Regions from separate parts of the Mus musculus genome. Here regions 1, 2, 3, 4, 5 and 7 are each linked to region 6. A link is a contact called in public Hi-C, HiCAR-type, HiChIP or PLAC-seq and promoter capture Hi-C data. All regions are on one chromosome and are shown on one strand. Each heading gives the region's core, a stretch centred on a gene start, on an enhancer-like site or on the middle of the called end of the contact. The rest is flanking DNA. Distances are from core to core; before and after follow the strand shown.

Region 1 (2,941 bases), core at 306-2,805, 870 kb after region 6:
AAAAAAAGGAAAAACATAGGACTGATCCAACATGTGGGTCCTTCAAATTTCAGGGGCTGCTGTGACAGAGTGAAGAGGGTTTTGTTTTTTGTTTTTTGTTTTAATTATTAGTTTATTTCTTAACATCCCAAATGCTACTTCCTTTTCTAGGCCCCCCTTCCAGAGTCCCTTGTCCCATCACCCCCACTTTGCCTCTGAGAGGGTACCCACCCCTCAGGTATCCCCCAATCCATGGTGCATCAAGTCTCTATGGGATTAGGTGCATCCTCTCCCACTGAGGCCAAACAAGGAAGCCCCATGCTACATATGTGTCAGACCCATGTAGCTCAGCCTCTAGGAGCTCCCAGGGATCCAGGTTAGTTAACACTGTTAGTCTTCCCATGGGGTTCCCATCCCCTTCAGGGCCTTCAATCCTTCCTCCAACTCTTCTATAAGGGTTCCTGACTTCCATCCAATGTTTGGCTGTGGGTATCTGTATCTGTTTCAGTCAGCTGCTGGGTAGAGCCTCTCGGGGGACAGCCATGCTAGGCTCCTGTCTGTAAGCAAAACAGAGTGAAGAGTTGAGGGTATGAAGGATAGTGGCGTGAGACCCCTATAAAAAGAGACTTTCTGCATTTTCCAGTCCACTTTCTGCCCAGGAGGGGATGGTGGTCCTCCGTCTCTGAGATGCAGTGCTCACCAGACAACCTGCCAGCATCTTAATCTTGCTCTTCCAAGCCAGAGGGACCATGAGAAATAACTTCTTGTTCTTTATAACACTCCTACTCTCGGGCATTCTGTTACAGCAGCACAAATGGGGTTGAATGCCCTACTTTGCCAAATCCTGACAGAAGGGTTGGTGCACCTGAGGTTCATGAGGGAAGGTCATTCTCATGTCACTCAGACTCCTCTTCCAGCCCTGAGCGTCACTGGGCAATGAGGCTCCCTTCAGACACCAGGTGGAAGACTGGCTTCCACTCGATCAGGAAGCTGGCGGGGCCACTGAGGTCACAGGTGGGCAATCAGGGAAGGAGGCATGCTGGGGGAAGGAGCCTCCTGAGGTCATCTTTCTGCGAATGCTTGTTAATAAGGCAGCATTGAGTCTATTAAGCAGAGTGAAAGGTAACTCTGGCCTATGGGAAAGAACCATTATGCAAATTCCGGGCAGAAGTAGGCTTTTTAAAATGCACATATTTAACTAAAGCATCCAGAGTTCTGGTCATTAGTTTCTTTTGAAAGTGTTCCCAAGAAGGCATTGTTTCCACCAATTGCCTTGGAAGGAGAGCTAAGGATGTGGGCTCAAATGAGCCAGGGCACCAGCTCCAGATTGCAGCTTTACCCGCTGTGGGGCACTAGAGATGATCTTGAAGTCTCTGAAGCTAATGCTCTCACTATTTGAAAACCCTTTTCAAACCCAATTACTATTCTTCTGGAATTTTGAGTTAGCAGAGCCTCCCGAGGTGGAGCTGTCCAGAGGCACGCGGTGCTGACGGCTGGCACCGGTGCTGATGGCTGGCAGGATCACCAAGTTCCAGTATCCACCTGCACCATCCGATCTGTGGGTGGCGGGATGTCTGCTCCGCAGCCATGGAAACTGCTCTCAGAAAAGCAATTAGTGCACAGGTGTGTGCTTTAGAGCTGTGATGTTTGGAATTTATTTATAACTGTAAAAGCAATTAGTCTACATAATGAGCTAATCACTTACTGGAGTTTCGGCTTCTTTTAGATTCTCACGTAACACGCATGTATCAGGAAAAATTTAGTTTTCTAAATGCCAATAATTAAATCAACTCCAATTTCCTTTCAATTACATTGAGCACAACTATCATAAAGGATTCAGAAATTTACCTGCATGCATGTGCAGGCCCATACAGGCATGCATGCATTTTTTTAAAAGCCCATATCTGCTGATTTATTGAGTACAGTTTGAAGAGACTATGCTAAGATAAATACCGGGCTCAGAGTGGTTGTGGGGGGGGCATGTATTCTTTAACAAACAGGAGTCTGATTTAGAACAATGAGGGATAACTTTAAAGACTGTTGAATGCCACTTACCAGATGAAACAGGAATCCATTTAACTCCCATAACAGCCAAAATGTGCACTATTGTAGCACATTCTATAGCACATGAAGAAACCTGGTCACAGGATGGAAGGAAACTAATACCAAACAAAAATTAGTTACAAACACCAAGTAAAAAATGTGTGTGTGTATGTGTGTGTGTGTGTGTGTGTGTGTGTGTGTGTGTGTGTGTGTGTTTAACACCTGTGAAAGTTCCAGAAAAGAAAGAGCATTTTCCAATTTTAGATGACAAAGCTCAATGGCTTTGCCTCAATACTAGTAAACCCAGGTTTACAACCCCACCTCATCTCCAAGCAAGTGATGGTTTAGATTCAAATCTGGCTGGCTTGATAGACTAGATGCTTCCAGAGATCCTGAGTATCTCCGGGCCACTCAGGAAGCTGTGTCTACCTGATATGTCCCTTCCAAATGGGACACCACACTGCACACCTGGGGCACCAAGACGCCCCCTGCAGGATGCAGCCCCTACCACACCTCGCTTTCCTGTCTCCATTCAAGGAAGCCTGTGTGACTTCTCCAGCGGCTGAGCCTGGAAGGAGAGCAAGTAGCATCTTTGCTCATCCCTGCTGTATCCACTCTTCTCCTCCACGGAACACACAAGTTTGGAATGTTGGGTACCTGAATGCTCTGCCTTTCACCCCTCCTTGATGAAGCTGCTCACACCTCTCTTGGAATTACCTCTTTCCCTTCTGGCTACTTGCTCTTACTCCACAAAGGTCTTGGCTCCTAAATCATTATCAGTTGCAGAACAGGTATCCCCTCTACCATCCCTTGGCTCTCAGAGTCCCCTCTGTGGTCATGTTCAGACATTGTAATGACATTACCTACTGGACACTATTAACCGTGACATTCTTGCTGTCGGGGTGTTCAGTCTGTCTGC
Region 2 (2,903 bases), core at 332-2,831, 590 kb after region 6:
CAGACAACCTTGAGCAATTTAGCTCACAGAAGGTTACAGTTCAGAGGAGTGATCCCACCCACCCATAATCATGGGGGTCATCTGAGGATCACCTTCTGAATAACTCTAAAAAGTACTACTCACGTTCTTCTGGCCCCAGAACAGTTAATCTGCCTATTCTAGACTCTCAGCCCATGAAGGCCTGGGAAGAAGATGGTTGGTCTATTCACCTGCCTTTGAGACAGGACTGTTATGAACATACTGAGCCACACCATCACTGTAAGGTTATCTGTGAGGTCTTGGGTCCATCGACCTGGCTCATCCACTGGTTGGCTTTCAGATGCTGAGGAACACCACCCAATACCAAGCGTGCGGTCCCACAGCCATCTATGCTCACCAACTTGCTTTGTCCTCTTATGAAGCTTAGGACATGATCAATGTCCATCATCTGCAGCAAGGGACACCACATCTAGAGTTGCCAAGAACCTCCCACAACTAGGAATTCAAGTCTTCTAGTCTGTGCAAACTGGTCCATGGTCATGTGACAGATGTCACCAACTGCAGTAAAGCACTTGAAGGATATACAGATGCCACACCCAAGTACTAACCAGGAACTGGGGTTAACACAGCCTGTACATACAGAACCTACAGCCCACCCCCAGCAAAAAGTCCTTTTCTATGACAGGTCCCCTAGAGCCTGGCAGGAAATAGAATATAGTTAACATGAGGGGACACAGTCATGCCCTGTTCTCAAAACAGAAACACTATTGGCTGGCTGTTGCACATGAAGCAAGTCCTGACCTCGATGGAATCATTAGGTCCTGTGAACTATGGGAGCCATAGGCAATAAGTGTGGGACAGATCTGGGGTCTGGTTTTGGAATACTGGGGGTGCTGGAATGTATGGTGAGATCAGAGAGAGAGAGAGAGAGAGAGGGAGAAAGGGAGGGAGGGAGGGAGGGAGGGAGGGAGGGAGGGAGGGAGGGAGGGAGGGAGGGAGGGAGGGAGGGAGGGAGGGAGGGAGGGAGAGAGAGAGAGAGAGACTATCAAATGCTGCCAGTGGTAAATATTCACACAGGAAACAGTAAAATAGTGCCAGAACCCAATGGCACTTGGTATTAGCAGATGAAGCTGCTGGCTGACATTCCTGGTGATCTTGCTGTCCAGACACTTAATATAATTAAGATCCATTGCCATGGAAACAGTAAAATGTTAGGCTCCTATGTAGCTGTGTGTATTCTGCAAAACCGATGTCAGAAGCAGCTGTCTGCACTGGAAAAAGAGAGCTGGTGGAAGATCAGAATCCCTCCCTTCGAAGGGGCTCCAGCTCCTCCATTTCTACCTGCTGCTTCCATCAAAGCAGAGAAGGTCAAGAGTCACAGCATCGTCCTAACTGTTACACATACGCTCGCTCACATCTTCCTCTGTTGGCCCTTAAAGAAAGGCTGGCTTTCAGGTAGCCATTTTTCCTCGGGAGCCTGACATCACTACTACAACAGAGTTGTACAAATTTGAAAGGGCACAGCTTTTCTGCTGCCATGAGTCACTCATCCACACAGCTGTGGAGCCTCAGGCATCCTCCGCTCTAACTCTTAGCCGTTCCCTAGAAAAACATTTTGAGGGAACAGCAGAGGATTCCCCAAGCTTATGCATTGCTTGGCTCTCTTCTGGGCTGAGTCTCTGTTCTAGTCGACATCTTCTGGTGAGCATCACCAGACATGCCCGAGCTCTCTATCTGCGAAACTCTCTGAGTTTCCATGACAATGGACCTTAATTATATAAAGCATATGGACAGCAAGATCACCAGGAATGTCAGCCATGGAGATCAGCTCCTCTTCTTCCTATGGGGTCTCTACAGTGACACCAGTGCAGTGACTAAGGTCACTAGTGACCCAATCTTGGCCTAGATCCACCCTGAGCTCTGAGCAGATATGAGATGTGGCCACTGTCTTTTTTTTTTAACCACACATGGGCACAGGAGACAGGACAGGTGCTAGCCCTGGTTTAAAAGTCTTTGTGTCTTAGCTTCTTCTCACACCACTGTGATAAAGCATCCTGAGAGAAGAAGCTTAAGAGATGAAGAGTTGGGTTTGTGCAAGCTAAGGCCCATCCTTCTCTTCTGGCGATTGTATGGAGATGCCAGAGCCTCTCACTGGTGGTCTTTGCTTTCCCTCCAGAGCTGCTTGGAAAGACTTCCCAAACACCTTTGCAGTTGGTTGGACCTGTGAAAGACAGTGGTGTCACTCGGGCTGGAGGCTGTGGGGATCCTAATTTGTCCTTATATTAGTCAGGGTTCTCTAGAGACGCAGAGCTGAGAGAGTAAGAAGCTACACGCACATACACATAATTGTAAACGATTATGTTAAATAACGTAATATAAATATGTAAATATGAATTTATGATTTGCTCATGTGGCTTACAGGCTGTGCTCCAACTATTCCAACAATGGCTGTCTCTCAATGGGCAGTCCAGGAATCTAATAGCTGTTCAGTCCAACAGCTGGATACTGGATATCTAAGCTGGTCTCCAGTATATACCAAGATCCCAGTCAAGGAATGACCTTACTAGTAAGAGTGAGGCTAACCAGGAAAAGAGCAAGGACTTCCTTCTTCCATGTTCTTTCTATAGGCTGCCACCAGAAGGTGTAGACCCTATTTAGGGTTGGCCATTCATTCCCAAATAATTCAATCAAGTAAAATAAGTCTCTTACTGGTGAGCCCATACATTTGGGTTTTAGTTCATTCCAGATGTAGTCAGGTTGACCACCAAGAATAGACACAGCAGTTGCACTGTTCAATCCCTACAACATGAAAACCCCAAGAGGAACTCTCTGGATTTCTGAGCTACCACAGGAAGGGAGCCCTACGAAAGCCACAGACCCACAATGGATTTCACTGAGTGAGAATCCACCGGAGTGAGTCCAGT
Region 3 (2,700 bases), core at 13-2,512, 730 kb after region 6:
CCTAATGGCTTGGACAAGGGTCTCTCACTGAACTGGAATTAATTATTTAACCAGCAAGCTCTGGAGACTCACAGGTGTCTGCCCCCCAGTGCTGTGTTTACAGGCACACACACCTGGGTGCTTGAGATTTGACCCCAGGTCCTCAGGATGAGACAGTGAGCCATTTCTCCAACCTGGGTTCTTGTCTTCTCAGTTTGAAGCCATTCTGTTCTCGTTCCAAGTTGTTTATTGACATGCTTGGTGGGTGAGTGTTCACTTCTGCTAGCTCTGTAATTAACTTCTAGTTTTCCTGCTTGTAGTAAGAGAGGGCTGGATGGATCATTTCTGTGCTCCGGACTTAATGAGAGGCTCTTTGTAGCAATAGACATGCTCAATTTGCAGGCTGTTCCATGTACTTTTAAAAGACAATGTATTCTCAATTACCAGAGGTCAGAGTTCAATGTGCCATTGTAGGCTCTGCCCCATTGGTCCCGTCATTGACGGCTTCCATCTTCCTTCTAATAATGGCTAGTCGTGAATTGAGAGAGGCATGGTGAGTTCCCCATTCACTACTTGTTTATTTCTCCTAGCTGTGACTCTGACTCCTATTAGTGCCTCTAGTGTACCCTTCAGCTGCTGTCCTTTGCTGGTCCTCCCACGCTAATGTGCGCGCACGTGTGTGTGTGTGTGTGTGTGTGTGTGTGTGTGCGTGCACGTGCACATGTGTGTGTGTGTAAAAGATGCAGTGCCTTCTACAAAGTATAACTGGGACTCTTTAAGTCCCCCAAAGGAGCCAAGACTAGGGTGACCTGTCTCATAATACATATCTCATAATACATAGGTCACCAAAAAAAAATTAATGTGATAAGTAGGTGAAGGCATGTTGGTGTTAATTAACTGGATTTAATTTTCCCATAATGTCTACTTACATGGAAACATTGCATCGCATCCATAAACACACATGTATCAGTGCACAAGTATGCGCACACACACACACATGCACATGTGCACTCTTGTGTACACACACACATACACACACATGTGCACTCTTGTGTACACACACACACATACACCCTCTATGCTGCTTCTAGCATTTTCTTTCTCTCTGGCACACATGCAAGCATCTTCTCTCTGACAGACATTTAACACTTACGTCATCCACATCCTTCCTGACCCCGGTCTCCAGTTCAAGCATCCTGCCCTTCTCCCTCTCTCCTCTGTCCCAGATCACCATGCTCAGCCTCTATGATCAGCCATATGTCTCTCCCCTTTACACACTCCCTCTTGGCCTACACTCAGCTTGATGAATGCCTAGCCTCTGAGAGGGTAGGGCTCATCTCTCTCCCATCCCACCCTGGCTCCATGGGTGCCTGCTGTGGCCTCCAGCTGGTCGTCCTCCTCCCTCCCCTTCCCTTCTATCATCTTGGTGAGTCAAACTAGTTCTCCAGCAGACGCTGAGGAAAGCCCCGAGGACAGCATCTTCGGGCTTTCATGTGATGTGCAGTGACAGGCAGCCTGGCTCACTCTGCTTTCTCCGTGTATCTTAAATCTGTGTCCCCAATTCCATCTGGTACAAAGACTTGTCAAAAGACTGGCATCTGTCTGAGTTTTTCTTTGCTCTGTGAGAATTCTGCTCTTCTTGCCTGGAGGACAGCGACAGTTCTTTCAGTAGAGCCCAACAGCTTCAGAGAGTGTGGTTTGCTGTGGTCCGTTCTGGGTGGACTTCCCCAAACGTGGCTATATCCTTTTGTAACACTGAGGCCTTCTGGTATTTCAGGAGGTTGTGCTTGGTTGCAAATACTGCTTCTCTAGTCTTTGTGCCCCAACTTCTCCAAAGTAATTCATGCTTAATCTTTAGTCCAGTCTTTCTTTTAGTACATATTTTATACATATATATGTGTGTGTGTGTGTGTGCACAGTCATGCATGTGCATGTGCACACATGTGTGGAAGTCACAGGACAATTTGTGGGAAGCAGCCCTTTACTGCTACGATGTCGGTCCTTACGGTTGAACTCAGGACATCCAGCTTGGCTGAAAGCACATTTATTCACTGAGGCCTCATGGCAGGCTCTTGCCCAGTCTTCTACATGTGAACTTCCAGAAATTCTTATCGTCCCTTCATCTTTGTATTTCTGGTTTCTCTGATGGCATTATCTGTGAGCATCATCTTATTCTGACATCCTGTCTAATTCCATCTTTCTTAAAAAAACAAAACAAAACAAAAAACAATTCCTTCACTTGTTTCTGTATACGAAGGCACACGATTCCATTAGTCTTCACTCTGTCCAATCATTTCATTCATGTCTAATTTTAATTCTGGTAAACACTCACAGTGGCCTGGCCAAGTTGACAATAAAATCAATTATCACAGTGTTAAACAGTAGCTGCCATCTGTGAAGACAACAGCATTCCAAGACCAGGATGTGAGCGAGGGAAGGGCAGCTCTCACACTGAACATTACAGAGCCATCCCACCCAGCATCTGGGGCAGGGTCACTTCCTGTGTTGACAAATGTGGCATTTCAAGATGCCAGTGATCTTATCTTTAACTAACTATGCCTACCCAGACCGGGCTGTACCGGCCTCCCTCGAGCACTGCAACACACACACAGGGATGGGGGTCACTTAAAGGCAGATGTGCAGGAGGAGGCGAATTTCATCTAAAATGTCACTGTGATTTATAGACTATATTTCCTGGGAAAAGTGCAAAGATTTATTCCC
Region 4 (2,768 bases), core at 70-2,569, 610 kb after region 6:
CTGCCTCTTAAATATTTGTTCCTTTCACTCAAACCCTCCCTGGTACTTGTCCCTTTTACCCAAGCCTTCCATTACTGAGGCCACCTCATGAGGTTTTCTGTCTGTCAGTACACCCCCCACCCTGCTTGCTCTGAGAACAGAGACCACATCCAGCTTAAAGGCTGCTCTGCCCAGAACCTGGCTCCCAGCTTGAGATGTGTGGGCTGATCGCATCTCTCTGTCCACGTGACCCTGCTCTCACCGGTGTCATTTCTAATGTGTGAAATAGTAACTGATAAACCTGTTACATTCCTTGTAAGATTGGAATGGCTCAGCTCATGTGAAAAGCATGGAATGGCATTTGGCACATCTCAAACAAGCAATTGATGCTAGGTGCAGTTATTGGACAGCATGACTGAACTACTCCAACACTACAGATATCTAAGACACTGCCTTCCCCTCTCCTACTGCCATGCTGAATTCATCCAAATCCTTAAATATGGTTCATTCCCTTGACCACTTCCCATTCAGCAACTAGTTGTTTCTCCTGCCATAAGCAGATACTGTCCATCCTACACACACCTGCCACTGAGTCCTTCCCCACTTTATTTACATATGACTTAAATGTCTCTCCGCCTGTATGATATCTACCCCTTTGCCCTGTACCCAAGGCCCAGCCCATTCCAGGAGTCGCAGTGCAAACATTAGGAGACCACATCCTGTTCAGACACCTAAAGGCAGATTATAAGGAACATGGCTCTTATCAGGATGTCGCTCACTACATGCAGCCTCAATGCATGCTGGAAAGAGTGGAAGGATGACATGCGGACTGCCTCTAGGCCTGATGCAATACATGAGACCAGGCTCCAAGGTTGACATATAGCAACAAAAACCAAAAACCAAAAAGACCTCAGCCTCTGCTGGAGAACAAAGCAGCTTGAATTTTCAGGACATCAAGGTTTGCAGGAGAGCAAGTGTTCGGGGCGCTGTCTATGGTGCTGAATAGAATCCACCTCATCCACCCGAGGAAGAGCTTGTCTTTGCATTCAGACTCTATCTCTCCATGCAATTCTGTGGGCATTCCCTGAGTCTAGGAAAGGGATGTTTAATATGCAGCATGCTTCCCACAGTCCCCTATTCTAGGGATGGGGGGGGGGACGACACTGGCCTCTCCACGGTGGGGAGGTGGCCGTCTTCTGAAGCCATCCTGGCTGGCTTACTCAGAAAGTGATTTCCCCCAGGATCAGATAAAATGTGTCTGTGCAGCCCTAGCCAGGCTGTAGCAGAGAGATATCCTCGGCCCCACTCACGGTTGGCAAATCCCACAGATGGCAACTCGATCAAACGGCAGTGTCTGGACTAAGCTCCTTATCGCGTCCCATCTGTGGGGGCTCTTGAAGCATTTCTGTGGGAGAATAGCATCCTCTCCTCGTGCCTCCTTCTGCTCACAAAATTCCAGTTACCCCACCAGGAGGAAGCTCGGCTTTTGTTCAAGCCCTAGGCTTTGGGTACAGGAAAGTCTCACCTAGGCAGTGTGGCTACCTGTGCCTGCTTAGGGCTCACCTGTCAGCCCCCTGGGAGCATGTGAGGGGACATGCAGATGAGATGGGTGGTCTCTTTGTGTCTGCAAAGTGTTACTGCTTAGTTACACTATAGAGAATCACCCAGCTAGGAAGAGACAGTTAGGACCTGTGACTTCCCAGACTCTCTTGAGCACAAGTCATCCACAAATATTTTCAACCTGTGGTGAAATATTCACTTCATTTGTCTCTCCACTATTATTGGATTTCTACCGGCAGTCTTGGGATGCATGAGGTAGGCGAGATAATTCCAGCCTTTAAGACATCATCTAAAGGCTTACTGGAGGTTTTAAGTTGTGGTTATTTCCCAGGGACTGTAAAAAAAAAAAAAAGGTTGATTTCTTTTTCCCCATCTTCCAATCCTATTTTGAGAAGCTGCAATGCCCTTACATTTTTAGTCCAGGAGCTTGGAGCTTCATAAGCCACACCATGCGCCTGGTCCAAGCAGGTGTAGAATCTGGATACTGTCAGAGAACCCCAGAGCCAGAACTCTGCATATAGCCCGGCAGAAATAAAGCACATGATAGTTAATTCAGATGGAATTTCTTTCAAGGTGCCTTAAGCGGAACATTTTGACAATTCCTCCCTCTCCTGAAGCAATCTTTTAGCCCTGGTAGGGTGCTTCTGGGGACACTTCATGTCACTTTGGTCAACAGGGCTCAGTAAATTGTATCCCTTGTATGTTTATGGGCTAGAAGGGACCTGAGATCCATAGGCAGGCTCAGGTAAAGAGGGGCAACCATGCTTCACACTGACCTGTGGTGTCTCTGGACCTCTTAGAGGCTGCCCTAATATAACTTCTGTGCATCCAGCATGAAGCCCTGCCATGTGCCCAGCTTCCACAACTCATGATAGATGGATCCTGGTCCTACCTCCGCCAAGGGCTGAGAACCCAACACATTTGGCAACTGATGTCAGCCACACTCTGACTTAGCCTCGTCACATGTTCAGAATCTCAGATAGCACTGTGTCCACACAGGACTCTCTAGTACCCGCCTGGGTGTCTCCAGAGCATTGGAGAAGAGAGGGTGGAAAGTTGGAAAGGGCTGCTTGTGTGTCACTCACAGGCAGCTGCTGCAGAATAGCAGGCACCTACTTACAGAAGGGGATGGGAACCTCTCAGGCAGAGCAGAGATACATACACCAATAAAGCTGTGAGGAGCTGGGGGTGCAGAAGGGTCTCCAAAACAGGCAGTCAGCAGTCCCCGA
Region 5 (2,700 bases), core at 38-2,537, 710 kb after region 6:
TCTGTACTGACTGGTTTTCTGTGTCAACTCAACACAATCTAGAGTCATCGGAGAGGAAGGAGCCTCAGTTGAGGAAATGCCTCCATGAGATCCAGCTGTAAGGCACTTTCTCAATTAGTGATCAATGGGGGAGGACCATCCCTGGGTTTGGCTATCCCTGGGCTGATAGTCTTGGGTTCTATAAGAAAGCAAGCTGAGCAAGCCATGAGGAGCAAGTCAGAAAGCAGCACCCCTCCATGGCCTCTGCATCAGCTCCTGCCTCCAGGATCCTGCCCTGTTTGAGTTCCTGTCCTGACTTCCTCCAGTGATGGACTATGATCTGGAAGTGTAAGCCGAATTAACCCTTTCCTCCCCCAACTTGCTTTTTGTCATGGTGTTTTCATCGCAGCAGTAAAATCCTAAGACAGAATCTAAGCATGAAGACCTGACTGAAATCCTCAGAAACACATCTTAAAAAAAAACAAAAAACAAAAAAACAAAACAAAAAAACCCCAACTGGCTGGGCAGTGGTGGTGCACGCCTTTAATCCCAGCACTTGGGAGGCAGAGGCAGGCAGATTTCTCAGTTTGAGGTCAGCCTGGTCTACAGAGTGAGTTCCAAGAGAGCCAGGGCTACACAGAGAAACCCTGTCTCAAGCCCTCCCTTCCCCTCCCCGCAAAAAAGATTAAAACTGGGAATGCTTTTACAGCCTGTGCTGGGGTGGTGTGTGTGTGCATGTGTGTGTGTGTGTGTGTGTGTGCGTGCGTGCACGCGTGTGCACATGTATATGTGCATGTGTATGCATGTACATGTGTTATGAATGTGTGTGCATTTGTGTGCACATATGTGTATATGTGTGTGCATGTGTGTCCATGTATATGTATGTGTATGTGCATGCACATATGTGTGTATGAATGTGTGTGCATTGCACGCACTTGTGTGTGTGTGTGTGTGTGTGCATGTGTGCATGCACGCATGTGCGAGTGCACATATGCAGGTTATCAGGCATACAGGGGCACACCATCTCTCAGGCCCACACATACCTGCCCCCTTCAGGCGAGTGGTTCAGAGTCTGGGGCTGCAGGGAAGCCTTTTCTTCTTTTCTGCTTTCTTCCTCTGCCTGGGGGCGGGGGCAACCTCTGTCTGCTCCAGGAGGACAATTTGAAGCAACGCTGGCAGAACAAAACCCCAGCCTAATACCTTTCCACAAAGCATATTGCTTTCAGTAGCTGCAGCATCTGGGAGTCCAGCAGCAGATCCCCAGACAGGCAGCCAGAGCAGGGTTATTTTTAAACTATATCACAGCTCAGGATCTGTGCAGAGCGGGCCGAGAGCCAAGCAGCTGCACTGCTTTCCCCAGCAAACACCTAGCTCCCTGCTCCAGCAGCCTGCCGGCATCCTTCCTCGGAGTGTAAGATTCCAGCACCAGTGTGCACCCTCCTGGAATTCTTTTCAAGTTAGCGGTGCAGTCTGTATTTTCCCCCTAGCTATTACTATAGCACCCAAAGCAGGCCCATGCCAAATGACAGAGAGAAAACTACAACAAATAGCCATTATTATGCTGAATGGTGGGCACGATAACACCACATCTGGATGCCTGTCAGTGTTTCTTACAGTTTGAGGGAATTTTCACTTCTGGCTCAGCTACTTGGCAAAAGTTAAATGCTAACACTCAAGATGAAAAGCACACGAGAAGCACAAAAAAAATCGCCTTACATCATGAGGCAAAAGCACCCTGGTGGGTACGCGGCAGCCAATGAGCTTTCCTGGGGATGACAGGCGCATGCTAACAAGTGCTCATTTGTCACCGTCATCACCATCATTATCATCTCTATCATCACCATCATCATCATCATCGCCATCATCATCCACATCCTCTCAACTATGGAGATGATCAGCATACCTCAGTATTCTCTCTTTAACCACTGACACAGCAGCAGCTAAAAACCACTTCTCTGCTTGCTGGGTTTTACCCACCGGTCCTCACCACAAACGTGCACCAATAAGCTCTGGATACTTCTTTCAGTGAAGAGCTATAAACTATAAGATTATATATTAGTATAAGGCCGAACCTAGATATCTGTAATGCCCAGGTCCTCTCCGTCATACCACCTCACTTCTTAGTGAACTAAACCCTCTTCAAGCACACAATACGTCAGTGACAAGAGCTGCTGGCAACCGGCTCACTTCCCTCCCAGTAGAGCAGAAAATAGCTTCTGCCGAGGGTTATTCATCCAACCCACTCAGTGTCTAATTTCCAGATGATCTCTCATGGATGTCCTTTCGAAGTTAGAGCTTTGCTGGGGAACTTGTGGAGACCACAGAGACTGATGGCTACTAAGGGCTACCCCTGGGGCCTTGAGATGCTTCTGAGTGTGTGGGTATTGCATGGGCATGTGTCGTTCTGACCCCAGGAAATGTCTTTGCCCAAGGACTTTATGTTTTTGCAATAGGAACTCTGAGGCAGGACGACCCACGTCCAGTCCATGTTCTTCCACTGATTAGCCTTAGACGAATGTCAGTGATGTTATGTCCTGGGAAGCACCTGGATTCCTGGTGCCCTCATGTCCTCTTCCCAACACGTCCTCCTGAAAGCCAATGGAGCTCACCAGCAGAGCCTTTTCTCACCGTGTCCCTCTCCTCTTTCCAAGTTCCCTGCTGGACCCCACTCTTGAACCTTGCGCCACACTGGCAGCAGTGGCAGCCCCTGCTCTGGATTCA
Region 6 (3,017 bases), core at 24-2,523:
GAATCCATATTTTGTCATCACCTCCCTTGCCTGTGGCATTTTTTTCATGACAGGTGTTCACTGGCACTAGTTTTTCTTCCCGCAGAGACGGGAAGGAAGGCAGAAACTGTAACCAGGCAAGCGCCCATCTCTTATAGAGCCTATGCCCGGGACTCTAACCAGCCTCTACCCACCCCAACAGCTTCCGACAGTCAGCAGACACCAGCCAAGATGATGCCTACCCATACTACACCAGCCCCAAGACTGTACCCAGGACTCAGATTATCGGTACCCAGATAAGACCTACTGATAAGATCACCCATCGTCCGGGTCCCAGCCTAAGCCCAGCTCCAGAACCCCGTGCCAGGCTCCGACCAGCCCGCACCTCCCTCCGCAGCCCTTGCCAGACCCACTGGGTCGTCAGTTCATTCCTCCGAACCACCCTTGCAGCGGTAGCGGGCCCTCCCCTCCAGAGGCATCCGTTCCCTTACTTCTCCTTTTACAGAAAGCATCTGGCGAGCCCGCTTCCTAGCAAGGCAGAGGCTCCACCACGCGTCGGAGGAACCCAAGCCGCGGTCCTGCCCGAGGAGTCCCGCTCGGGCTCGGTTGCTGCGTCCCCATAAGTCCCCGGAGGGAGTGTCGCCGGCGGGAAGCTCCGCTCGGTCGCTAGCCTGGGCCGGAGCGGCGACCGCACGGCGGACACCGGGCACCGCCGCGCAGGGACGCGCTGTGCCTGCCTGGGCCTGATGCCGGCCCTGCTGGCTAGTCCGCGGAAGCTCGCCGGGGCTGCTGTGCCCGGCCGCGGAGTGTCTGGACCCCGGAGCCGCCTGCACCAAGCCCTCCCGGGCCAGCGGAACAGCGGCCAAGACCCGGGACCGCGCGCCACGCGCTCGCAACTCCGCACCGACGCGGGGCGCCCCGCCGGGGCTGGGGCTGGGGCCGCTTGGAGGACCCGAGGCCCTTATGGGGCCCGGGTGCACGGTACTCACTGCAGTAGGCGATGAGCAGGCTGGCCAGGATCATGAATGCCCAAAAAGTTGAGGACATGCTGGGCAGGGCGGTCGCATCTTGCCGGCTGCTGGTCCTGGGCGATGGCGCCATTGAAGCCGCGGTGCCCGCGCGGGGGGCAGCAGCGCTTCTCAGCAGCCGGCCCTGCCCGCGCCCCCGCGCCGGCCTCCACGTGCGGGCCCCGCGCGTGCCATCCTCCTCCTCGTCCTCCTCCTCCTCCTCTTCCTCGTCCTCCTCCTCCTCCTCCTTCTCCGCCGCCGCCGCCGCGCCCGGGCCCCGGCCCACTGCGCCCCGCGCCGCCCGCCCCGCGCCGCGCCCGCGCCGCCCGCGCCCGTGCTCGCCCGCCCGGGGACGCCAGCCCGCGGCTCTGGGCGTCGCTGCGCGCCCCGGCTCAGCGCGCCCCGTCACCAGTACGAGGGGCGCGCCTGGAGCGCGTGCCCGGCGTGGCGGGGCCTCGCACTGGCCCGGGACCGGCGAGGGAGGCGAGCAGAGGGGACGCCGCGCCCTAGCCGAGCCTCTGGATGGCGACAGAGACGGCCCAGCATCCTCGTAGCCTGGGCTCTGGGCGCGCAAGACCCTCAGGGCCAGCGGGAAGTTAGGTGACTTGGGACCCCCTTCCCCCCCCCCCCCCCCCACGCGAGAGTCTTCCACCAAAGGCCTGGGACGCTGGGGTCCCAGACCTTGTTTGGTATTGATCCGGAAAGTGAACCGAAAGTTTATTCAAAGCAAATAATGCTTTCAGCCTGTTTCCCATTTGTGCCCAGCACCAGGGCTCCTGAGTATGCCTTGTTGCTCTGAGCCCACCAGAGAGCATCTGAGCGCACCTGCACCCTGTCTCTAGAACTTGCCATCCTGTGGGCTCTGTGTGTCTACCCTAAGAAGACATTCCTTTGCATCTTCCTGATGCACTTCCTTGACTCCCGTGTACCACAGCCTCTGCCCCCAGGCCATGGCCTGTGGTTCCTCTCTCTCATCCATTTTCCAGAGTGTGTGCAGGATAAAGTCCCTGGTCTGGTTTTCTGAGGAGGGTAGCGAAGACTACAACTCTGATGTGCATTCCTGCCGTTGGACAACGGGTTTGCCCCTGTAAACCAGCGGAATCGGGTCACTTCCACTTTCCCTTGTAAGTTCCTTGCACTCCAGGAAGAAACTCTAAAAGCTGGTGTTTTCCCCAGGTGGCCCTGTAGGTCCATGGCCATGAAGGTCGATTCCATTCCCTTCCTGTGCACCAGTGAACATGCTAACAGCAGGCCCAGTTAGGCTTCTCATTGGTGTTTGTTCTGCATGGGAAGGGGTGGTACCCCCACACAAGATCTCATTAGAAATGGAGGCTTTTCCCCACAAGCTACTTGGTGCATACCAGCATAAGCCTTTCCCCTTGCACCCTGGTCCAGTGTGGCATTTAAACAGACCAGGACATAGAGAACGTTGCTGAGGGGCTGAAGGAGGGCAAGTACCCAGGTTGTATACATACGCAGACACATACGCACTCCACATGCGCACCATGTTCATGCACACACGCACACCACATAGCTGAACTCCATACACACTCCACTTGGATACATGCATGCCACAAGCTTGTTTCTACACAAGCTACATGTATATCATGTGGCTATAGGCACACACTCCCCTACATAGGTACATGCACAAGGCACTGACATTCACATGCATGCTACATGGTCACACATACCTCCACATACATGCACACATATACACACATGTATGCTATATAGAGCACACATGTGCATGCACACATGCAAAAATATACATGTGCATACATGTACAGCATGTGACCACACATGCATGTGCACACACATGCATAGACATACATACATGTCGCATGGCCACAGCCACATGAATGAATATGCACATGCATATTTGCCATGCACACGTGCACACATGCATAGAATGCACAAGTACTTGCTCTCAGAAGCACATATACATCCAAAACAGTGCTAGTGAAATGGAGTCAGGCTTCTCACTGCCTAGCCCCTGGTAATGGTCTCTCTGTAATATGAACATGCCTACCA
Region 7 (2,700 bases), core at 171-2,670, 670 kb after region 6:
TAACAATGTGAACTCAGGTCTGCTTGACTTCAGAGCCTTTGTGTAGTGACAGATGTCTACATATTTCACCTAGTACATCCTTGTAGCCATGGACACCTGGAACGTCCCTAGTACCCTGTCATATGCACATATGATGTCCCCACACTGTGGACCTTACAGATTCCCCTGGCTTTTTGCCCAGGAGAAGGCTTTCTGTATCACAGGAACACCAGAGTTACCTTCACTTGGTTTGGCCATTCCACTCCCAGGCTGGAGGGACAGGCCAGGCCCATCAGGAACACGGCGGTGGGGAAGGACTTCATTCTGCTGTATTCTCAACCAACATTGCCCACCAGATGGGTGCAGTGTATGTAATTTGAAATAGGCCATAGCCACATAGCCCTGGCAGCCTAGAACCAGTGGTTTTCAAGTTTCCCTTTTAGTTATTTGCTCTCTCTCTCTCTCTCTCTCTCTCTCTCTCTCTCTCTCTCTGTGTGTGTGTGTGTGTGTGTGTGTGTGTGTGTGTGTGTGTGTATACTTGCTTCCGTGGTGTCATGTGTGTGGAAGTCAGTTCTCTCATCCCACCACATGACACCACGGTCATCAGCCTTGGCAACCTCACTGATTGAGCCAACTTCCTGGCCCTCTTGTCTTTATGTCTTTGGTTTTCTATTCTCCCTTCCTACTGTATATGTGTACTTACTGCTGAGTTTTTAAGACACAAACATCTCCCCAGCCTGTACCCTGGTAAACAAAAACCTTTATCCCTGAACCCCAATATGATCCTTAGTGGCTCCCACCCACACACATGAAAATATACCTACAGACAAGCACATACCACACATATATTACAAAAAGGAAAAATATTATAAAAATCAAGTGTGACTCTACAGGCCTCTCTATGATCTTTGAGTCAAGGAGCGGTAAGATGATCAGAAATGAAAGGCCATCCTTGGTTGCATTCAAGGGCAGCTTGGGATCTTTGAGAACCTGCTGAAGAAGGAAAGAAAGAACAGATGGGAGGGAGGGAGGGAGGGAGGGAGGGAGGGAGGGAGGGAGGGAGGGAGGGAATGGATGAGTGAAGATGGGAGGGGGAGGGGAAGCAACAGGAAGGAAGGAAAGGGGATAGGAAAGAAGGGGAGCAAAGGGGGGGTGGAGAGGGGCCTGGGCGAATGGAAAGGAAGAGGGGAGGGGACAGGAAGGGATGAAAGGAAAGAAAAGGGAAATAATGAGAGATAGGGGAGAGGAGGAGAGGGCAGGAGTCAGCAAGGACTCATAGGCCTGGCACCACTTACAGGTCAGTGGAAGATAAATGTATTCACAGCTAATCAACCCTTAACAAACTCTAGGCAAGATCAGTGATGGGAGGGACTGCAGCTCAGATCTCGGCCCTGGGGTCAGGGGAGCGGTGGGAGGGGCAGGGGGTGGGGGGAGCAGTGGGAGGAGCAGGGGCAGCTTCCAGTGAGATGCAGCTTGACCTCTGACACCCAGCGGAACAGACTCCAGTATAACTCAGGAAGCCTGAAAGCAAAGACCCGGGTGAGTGAGATTCCTCCCAAGATCCCTTTCACAGAATCAGCAGAGACAGAAGGGGGCAGCGCCTGGAGATATCAGGGAGACAGGTTCACACTTTAGAGCTACGAAGGCCTAGATAGGATCAAAGGGGCCAGGATGGAGAGGCACAAAGGAGAGCAGCCTGGGGTGACTCTGTACAGCGGAGGTCTCTAGAGACACGCTGACCAACCCACACACGGGCTTCGGGCTTCGTGTCCTTCACTTCGTGTATTTTATAACTTGGAGAAGAAAATAAGGAACTGTTAAGCAGGGATGGGGAGACGAGAAGAGAAGCAGAAAAAAAAAGAAGAGGGAGAAAGAGAACCGGAAGAGGGGAAAAGAGGAGGGAGACGGGGAAAAGAAGGAAGGAGGGACGCAAGAAGGAAGAAGGAAGCAGAGAGAGGAGGGAGGAGAGGTGGAGGAATGCAGGAACTTGAAACAGAGGCCAGTGTCACAGTACAGGGAGGGAGAGGATCTGTGGCCTGCCAGCCTCAGTTCTGCAAGCCGTGGGGAGCCCAGGGTGCTTGTTCCTAATAAGAAAGGCAGACAGCAATGGAAATTCCCACAGACTAAAGAACTGCATCATTAAAAGGCGCCATAGGGGTGTTTAAGTGGGTTATTCCACCAAGAGGGTCCTTTTGTTTTGTTTTGCTTTGCTTTGTTTTGTCTCTTCATCACACACAAATCAGGACTGCATCACTGGCCTGAGTGTGTTTTAAGGACGCTGCGTGCTGTGTTGGCAGAGCGAACTATCATTTCAGGGAGAGTGCGGGGATGCACATGTCTCCAAAATAGCGTCTCACAATCTAAAGAGCACAACAGACAGAATTATGAGCGAAAATAGAGAGGAAATTTATCACTCGGGATCTCAGCGAAGGCCTCCTAGAAGCTAGCCGGTCAGAGGAGCAACAGCAACAACAACACAAAGGTGTAAATAAAAGACTATAAATACACGTAAACTTTGAATGGCAGGATTAAGACCAAAGCAAAATGCCGGTGTGTGCAGGGTGCTTTCATAGGGTGAGGGTCAAGGCTGAGGACCCCTAACCCACGGGCAAGGGGAAACTGTTGAAACCATTGACAGATGACCAGCAAACAGCACTGCATGTACAAAGTGCAAAATGCCATCCTGCTAAGAAAGACTTAGCAGGGAAACAGGAGAGCATT

What was found. Promoter capture Hi-C pulls out the DNA fragments that hold promoters and counts their contacts. A called contact is a pair of places that touch in the nucleus more often than the background predicts. HiCAR-type assays count read pairs that join an accessible place to other places. HiChIP or PLAC-seq counts read pairs in DNA pulled down with a chosen protein or histone mark.
Region 1: an H3K4me3 HiChIP or PLAC-seq map of forebrain shows a contact between it and region 6, with 6 times the contacts expected there. The contact joins the enhancer-like site here to the promoter of Tafa5 in region 6. A contact is called at or near these places in 10 of 39 promoter capture datasets (the 3T3-L1 cell line, embryonic stem cells, frontonasal cranial neural crest and 5 more), 2 of 484 Hi-C or Micro-C datasets (cerebellum and cerebral cortex) and 8 of 115 datasets of contacts at active chromatin or transcription factors (astrocytes, embryonic basal ganglia, embryonic forebrain and 5 more).
Region 2: a contact with region 6 is called in a Hi-C map of cortical neurons, with 2.6 times the contacts expected there. The contact joins the enhancer-like site here to the promoter of Tafa5 in region 6. A contact is called at or near these places in 9 of 39 promoter capture datasets (the C10 cell line, the HPC-7 cell line, HPC-7-derived erythroid cells and 5 more), 2 of 484 Hi-C or Micro-C datasets (cerebral cortex and cortical neurons) and 6 of 115 datasets of contacts at active chromatin or transcription factors (VIP interneurons, astrocytes, craniofacial prominence and 3 more).
Region 3: a contact with region 6 is called in a promoter capture Hi-C map of hippocampal neurons, with 4 times the contacts expected there. The contact joins the enhancer-like site here to the promoter of Tafa5 in region 6. A contact is called at or near these places in 4 of 39 promoter capture datasets (hippocampal neurons, liver and pre-B cells), 1 of 484 Hi-C or Micro-C datasets (cerebral cortex) and 5 of 115 datasets of contacts at active chromatin or transcription factors (astrocytes, embryonic forebrain, embryonic hindbrain and 2 more).
Region 4: a contact with region 6 is called in a promoter capture Hi-C map of hippocampal neurons, with 4 times the contacts expected there. The contact joins the enhancer-like site here to the promoter of Tafa5 in region 6. A contact is called at or near these places in 4 of 39 promoter capture datasets (the C10 cell line, cranial neural crest, hippocampal neurons and 1 more) and 7 of 115 datasets of contacts at active chromatin or transcription factors (VIP interneurons, astrocytes, embryonic forebrain and 4 more).
Region 5: a contact with region 6 is called in an H3K4me3 HiChIP or PLAC-seq map of forebrain, with 8 times the contacts expected there. The contact joins the enhancer-like site here to the promoter of Tafa5 in region 6. A contact is called at or near these places in 3 of 39 promoter capture datasets (the C10 cell line, hippocampal neurons and liver), 1 of 484 Hi-C or Micro-C datasets (cerebral cortex) and 7 of 115 datasets of contacts at active chromatin or transcription factors (SST interneurons, VIP interneurons, embryonic basal ganglia and 4 more).
Region 7: a HiCAR-type map of astrocytes shows a contact between it and region 6, with 3 times the contacts expected there. The contact joins the enhancer-like site here to the promoter of Tafa5 in region 6. A contact is called at or near these places in 6 of 39 promoter capture datasets (embryonic stem cells, hippocampal neurons, liver and 3 more) and 8 of 115 datasets of contacts at active chromatin or transcription factors (astrocytes, embryonic basal ganglia, embryonic forebrain and 5 more).

The regions. Positions count from the first base shown.
Region 1 is chr15:86,671,790-86,674,730 of GRCm38.p6, reverse strand. No RefSeq gene overlaps it. Among named protein-coding and RNA genes, the nearest start is that of 4930543I03Rik, 31 kb to the left of the region's middle. Within about 2 kb of position 1,555, at least 10 of the 459 cell types and tissues checked have an H3K27ac peak or open chromatin away from gene starts, as enhancers often do. A contact at or near this core is called in forebrain, where this site is marked.
Region 2 is chr15:86,956,734-86,959,636 of GRCm38.p6, reverse strand. No RefSeq gene overlaps it. Among named protein-coding and RNA genes, the nearest start is that of Gm35284, 57 kb to the right of the region's middle. Within about 2 kb of position 1,581, at least 6 of the 459 cell types and tissues checked have an H3K27ac peak or open chromatin away from gene starts, as enhancers often do. A contact at or near this core is called in cortical neurons, where this site is marked.
Region 3 is chr15:86,813,768-86,816,467 of GRCm38.p6, reverse strand. No RefSeq gene overlaps it. Among named protein-coding and RNA genes, the nearest start is that of Gm52184, 76 kb to the right of the region's middle. Within about 2 kb of position 1,262, at least 10 of the 459 cell types and tissues checked have an H3K27ac peak or open chromatin away from gene starts, as enhancers often do. A contact at or near this core is called in hippocampal neurons, where this site is marked.
Region 4 is chr15:86,931,077-86,933,844 of GRCm38.p6, reverse strand. No RefSeq gene overlaps it. Among named protein-coding and RNA genes, the nearest start is that of Gm35284, 31 kb to the right of the region's middle. Within about 2 kb of position 1,319, at least 8 of the 459 cell types and tissues checked have an H3K27ac peak or open chromatin away from gene starts, as enhancers often do. A contact at or near this core is called in hippocampal neurons, where this site is marked.
Region 5 is chr15:86,834,803-86,837,502 of GRCm38.p6, reverse strand. No RefSeq gene overlaps it. Among named protein-coding and RNA genes, the nearest start is that of Gm35284, 65 kb to the left of the region's middle. Within about 2 kb of position 1,287, at least 33 of the 459 cell types and tissues checked have an H3K27ac peak or open chromatin away from gene starts, as enhancers often do. A contact at or near this core is called in SST interneurons, VIP interneurons, cerebral cortex and 2 more, where this site is marked.
Region 6 is chr15:87,542,555-87,545,571 of GRCm38.p6, reverse strand. Tafa5 (TAFA chemokine like family member 5) reads right to left here and starts at 1,273. Exons shown (of 4, transcript NM_001252310.1): 1 at 969-1,273. The coding sequence starts at 1,080. Gm35471 (a long non-coding RNA gene) reads left to right here and starts at 1,599. Exons shown (of 3, transcript XR_384322.2): 1 at 1,599-2,110.
Region 7 is chr15:86,874,716-86,877,415 of GRCm38.p6, reverse strand. No RefSeq gene overlaps it. Among named protein-coding and RNA genes, the nearest start is that of Gm35284, 25 kb to the left of the region's middle. Within about 2 kb of position 1,420, at least 30 of the 459 cell types and tissues checked have an H3K27ac peak or open chromatin away from gene starts, as enhancers often do. A contact at or near this core is called in neural tube, where this site is marked.